Linked DNA regions of Hordeum vulgare: region 1 is linked to region 2. The links are chromatin contacts, called in public HiChIP or PLAC-seq maps. All regions are on one chromosome and are shown on one strand. The core of a region is the stretch at or near the end of the contact, and the rest is flanking DNA. Distances in the headings are between cores, read along the strand shown.

What was found. HiChIP or PLAC-seq counts read pairs in DNA pulled down with a chosen protein or histone mark.
Region 1: an H3K4me3 HiChIP or PLAC-seq map of embryo shows a contact between it and region 2, with 7 times the contacts expected there. The contact joins the promoter of LOC123449072 here to the promoter of LOC123449067 in region 2. A contact is called at or near these places in 1 of 6 Hi-C or Micro-C datasets (seedling) and 1 of 1 datasets of contacts at active chromatin or transcription factors (embryo).

What each region holds. Positions count from the first base shown.
Region 1 is chr4H:485,475,945-485,478,644 of MorexV3_pseudomolecules_assembly, reverse strand. It overlaps LOC123449072 (50S ribosomal protein L4, chloroplastic), which reads left to right and starts at 1,405. Exons shown (of 2, transcript XM_045126155.1): 1 at 1,405-2,640. The coding sequence starts at 1,731.
Region 2 is chr4H:484,615,845-484,618,544 of MorexV3_pseudomolecules_assembly, reverse strand. It overlaps LOC123449067, which reads left to right and starts at 1,404. Exons shown (of 25, transcript XM_045126151.1): 1 at 1,404-1,832; 2 at 1,920-1,979; 3 at 2,071-2,163; 4 at 2,384-2,612. The coding sequence starts at 1,563.

The DNA of each region.
Region 1 (2,700 bases), core at 156-2,655, 860 kb before region 2:
TCGCATTAGGTTTAAGCCAAATCCGAAGAAGTTTTTAAATAGCCTATTCACCCCCTCCCTCTAGGCGTCATCGAGGTCTTTTCAAAAGTGCTAAGTCCAACAAGCTTGATGGCTTGACTATAATTTCAATAAGCTTCAGGTCTAAACCGCAAGTTTTGATAAGCCAAAGGGTTGATCCGGAAATTACATGGACTTAGACGTAATTTGCAAGATCACCAAAGAGATAAGAATCCTCTTCTCCTTGTGCGGTTACTAATTCCCTTTGGAGGAAAAACCGCTGCCACCAGGCATGAGCGCCTGCTTCTGCGCCAGAGCATTGGGACGCACACGTCGGTCGAGGGATGCGCTAGATGGCCTCGCCTCCAAGGTGATGCGTCACCAGTAGACTCGCCGCTCCGCCTTTCACGGACGCTGAAGCAGCCGGTCGAGTGTTCATTTGGTGCCTGCCAAGCCGCAGTCTGTCGCAGCCAGGCCATGTCCAAACTGCCTCGTCGAGCAGTCATGGGTAGGCGACGCCATGCTGTGCATGTGTACGTCCGCTGTGTTGCACATGATGACTCACGTCGCAGCCAATGGCTATGGGACAACATGTGTGCTACTGCAGCGCAAAGGAGAGGGGGTTGAGGGTGGGACACGACGCCTGTTGGCGTCAGCGCTCCCTCTTGTTGGGTCGCCGTAACAATCGGCAACAATAGAAGATAAATATGCAGTGGTCGGTTCATCTTCAAACAAGTACATTCTCATAGCCAAGCAATCAGTGCATCAATTAAATGAATGCAAATGCAAACCAGATGATGATCAATCCAAGGCTCCATGCATGCTGATGGATTTTCATTCAGCGTGCTTGTATCTTGTAGTGGTGTTGACGTTGTCCACCGACAGCACATGCTAGCCTTGATCTGTCTTGTATGAAAATTGGCCGTGTGCTCGTGTTTATCTCTAGAGCAACGTCAGACTTTTGCGCTGGATTCTTATTCTTAGTAGTGCACACAGACATGCATAGATGAATGAATAATATACAGTTAGTCATTCGATTTGTTCTGAATTAAGAAAGACAAGCAAGTTGCTTTATGCAAGGGCGTCGTTGCCGGAGGGAGTAGCCGTGTAGAGTTTGCTCTGCCGCTGGTTGGTGCGCAGCCACCGCGGCCGCGCCGCCGGTTAGAGTTGTGCGCCATCACTTGCTGCAGTCTTGTAACTGAACGACGAACAACTCATGCAGCGTTGCTTTGCTCTGGAAGAACCACGTCAAATGGATCCCCGCACCGGATACCTCACTTGGCCTGACACGGATGCGATAAGATGACTCCGGCCGATGCGAGCGTTGGTAACTGCCGCTTGATGGGCGCTTTATCTCTCAGCGGAGAGACTATAACGTTAAAGCAAAGGGAGACTAGTCTCATTGTAATATGGAAGACCCACTTATATACAAGATGAAGAGGTGTGTTGAGGAGACGCCTTTTCCCAAACATACACCTCCTCGAAGACATCTTTTCCATATAATTGATCACATGTTTTATTTGTAAAAAAATCGCGCCCTGAAATTAGCCACCGGTGAGTAGTGCTGACTTGGCGGAGTCAAGACGCACGAGGCAGTGCGCGACGGACGGAGACACTCCTCTGCAGAAACCGAACGGGAGTGGTGTGGATAAAGAGATAGAAGCAGCAGCTGCAGCGGCAGAGCCATCTCCTCCCCCTTCTCCGTCCGCCCCCAGCGCAGTAGAGCCGCCACAATGCCGGTCTCCTCCGTGGCCTCGCCCCTCCTGCTCTCGCTCTCCGCCTCGTCCTCCTCCTTCCTCTCCTCCTCCTCCTCGGTCTCCTTCCTCCCCTCCCCCTCCTCCTCCTCCTCCTTCCCGCACGCCTCCGTCAGGGGGAGGCCGTCCGCCTCCATCCTCCGCGCGCTGCGGGCCGAGGCCACCACCCTCCCGGTCATCAACTTCACTGGGGAGAAGGTCGGGGAGGTCGCCCTCGACATCAAGGCCGCGCCGCCCTCCACCGCGCGCGCCGTCGTGCACCGCGCCCTCATCACCGACCGCCAGAACGCGCGGCGGGGCACGGCCTCCACCCTCACCCGCGGGGAGGTCAGGGGCGGCGGGAGGAAGCCCTACGGCCAGAAGAAGACCGGGAAGGCGCGGCGCGGGTCGGTCCGCACGCCGCTACGCCCCGGCGGTGGTGTCATCTTCGGCCCCAAGCCCCGGGACTGGACCATCAAGATCAACCGCAAGGAGAAGCGCCTCGCCATCTCCACCGCGCTCGCCAGCGCCGCCGTCGCCAACGACTCCTTCGTCGTACAAGAGTTCGACGAGGAGTTCGCGACGGGGCCCCGGACCAGGGACTTCGTCGCCGCGCTGCAGCGGTGGGGGCTCGACCCCAGGGAGAAGGCCATGTTCTTCTCCACGGAGCTTGATGATAATGTGCGGCTGAGCGGCAGGAACATCGGCACCCTCAAGATGCTAACTCCCAGGACGCTCAACCTGTACGACATCCTCGACGCACGCAAGCATTTCTTCACCCCGGCTGCCATTGAATACCTCAATTCGAGGTACGGTACCACCGGTTTTGATGAATTTGTGGGCGAAGATGGCGAGGACGACGGTGAAGAGGAAGAGGAGGAGGAAGCGATCACGGAGGAGGCTGCCCAAGGTACATATAGCTATGCTTGAACATTTTGCAGTGCTGTTTGATTATTTCTGTGCTGGGCAT
Region 2 (2,700 bases), core at 155-2,654:
GGGGATCTGCACCGACGATCATCATTGACTCTTCTTCCGCTGCGCTACGAGTCGGTAATGATGAGATAAAAAACCTCGTGTGCATCTCCATAGTGATCCTCGGTGTGCTCACAGTACCGGATATTTTTGTTTGTGTCGCTTACCCCTACACCCCAAACCCGCCGCAAACACCCGGGCGGACGGCTCAATGAGTGACGATCACAAAAACATGATCCAGATGGACGCCTCAAACCGACCTCAAACACCCGGGCTGACTGGCACCCCTCGTATCCATCCCAAATATGAGGCGGATATGGGAGGTCTGCTCCCGGGAGGTGGGCGCCCGACGACAACGCTCAGACTCATTTTGTCGGGAATCCATTGTGTTCGCCCCACCGATGCATGTATCCACTCTCGAGGCCTCATTGTAGGTGGTGTGGTCCATCTGGCGTATGAACGCGATGACGGGCGCGCACCCCCACTATTGGCGCGTCGAGCTGGTGCGTACTCCGACGCAAACATGGCGTGGCGTGCCCTTCGTGCGAGGCGGCGGGCGTGGGAGGTGACACCAGCCCTCGCGGTGGTGGACGTTGGCGAGACAGAGTCGCATCCGCCAGCGCCCCGTATGGTGAACCAGTGCGGGCGGCACAACCGCGTCATGATGGACGTCGGCTCCTCTCAGGAGGGATCCATCATCGATCTCACGTCGACCAGCACCCTTCAGGTTGCGGACTCCGGCGAGGAAGAGCAAGGCATGAGAGATGGCGGGAGCTCAACTCCCATGAGCCATCTAATGTCCCATGTCCTACTCTACCTCGCCGATGACTGAACTAATAGTATGAGGTGCGCACCCGGCCGCTGGATATGAGCACGCCGGAACCGGACGAGCTCCGCTTACTGTTATGTTTATTGTTACATGTAATAGTATGAATTTGAGGTATGCAATTGTAAAATGTATTATTTAAGTGTTGACCGGTCATTGTCGGGTGTATTAACGGATGTTTGAAAGGTTGGATTTAGGCCATGTTTGGAACCACTCAGATTATATAATCTAGTTTTTATAATCTATTTTGTTTTCAAACAGGACAAATTATGGTATAAATTATAAAAACTAGATGGACATATTATTAAAAACTCACAATCTACTCTACTCCAGTTAAAATCAGATTATGAATTCCTAACTATCCATTACCCTTATAAAATTGAAGATAATAAAATTCCTGCCACCAACACCCTCCTTTAAAAAAAAAAGGTAGACATGTCATTATACAATGTAAAACCTGAATTACAGTTTATATAATCTGATTTCTAAACATGTTCATCTAAATTATTTTTATAAATCAAATTATACAATCTATCTCCATGATTCATATTATCATAATCTATTATGATTAACAGCCCGGTCGGACCTGCTCAGCCAGCTACACCAGCACACAGCACCCACCAAATCCAAATTGGCGGTTGGATCCAGCGATCCAGCCACCTCTCCGCAGCACTTCACCGTTCCAATTGCTCCCCACCCCTACCGCAGTGCTCGCCGGAGATCTCACTAGCACAGCCGCGAGCCCGCCACGCCCGCGGCCATGTCTTCCGGCCATGACTCGTCCGGGACGACGCTGATGGATCTCATCACCTCGGATCCGTCGGCCGCCCCAGCCGCCGGGGCGTCGTCGCAGCAGCCGTCCACGGGCGGCGGCGGCTCGCTTGGGAGGCCTGCCCCGCCGCCGGCGCCGGCGCCAGCGGATCGCAAGTCGAAGAGGGCGACGCTGATGCAGATCCAGAGCGATACCATCTCAGCAGCCAAGGCGTTCAACCCCGTCAAGGCCCTCCCCCAGCGCAACCGGAAGAAGAAGGCTCGTCTCCTACGCCGCTGCCCCCTCATTTCTACGCTCTATGCACTCTGATTCCGGTCTCATGCTGAATTCTCTGTTTCTCTGCAGCCCGTCTCGTACTCGCAGCTGGCGCGGAGCATCCACGAGCTTGCCGCGACGTGCGACCAGGTTCGTTGTGCTGCTTCGGTTGGATCGAATTGCGTGATGTGAGCTTGGATCTGTTGGTTTAAGCTACTCTCTCCTGCACTACCTTGTACAGAAAAGTTCCCAGAGGCAGCTGGTAAACAGTGTGTTCCCCAAGCTCGCGGTGTACAATTCTGTGGATCCTTCCGTGGCTCCATCTCTTCTCATGGTAAGTATACCATCTTTTACTTTGTAGCTCTCTCTATGCCTCAGTTCGTACAAATGGAAATGAGCCCACTCCCGGCAATTCTGGCATGATACTTAAATATGTGTTCTAGGTTGTAACTGAAACTAGATACCTATCGTAGTCTATACTAACATCAGCCCAGTGTTTTTGTTTTACTTCTGCTACCTTTTCTCTTAGATCAAGTTAATTTTTGTATTTACAGCTCCATCAGCAATGCGAGGACAGAAATGTCCTGCGCTACGTGTACTATTATCTCGCACGAATTTTGTCAGATAATGGCTCCCAGGGTTTAAGTGCTGCTGGTGGTATCCCCACACCAAATTGGGATGCTCTTGCGGACATTGATGTTGCTGGAGGAGTGACTCGAGCAGATGTTGTGCCGAGGATAGTTGATCAGCTTTCAGCCGAATCCACCAGCGACGATGTTGAGTGTAGGCTTTCTATACTGTGATCTCAGTGTACATCGAATCATAGTATGCAAAATTTGCGTTCTAATACAACTTTTTGCTACTGATTACC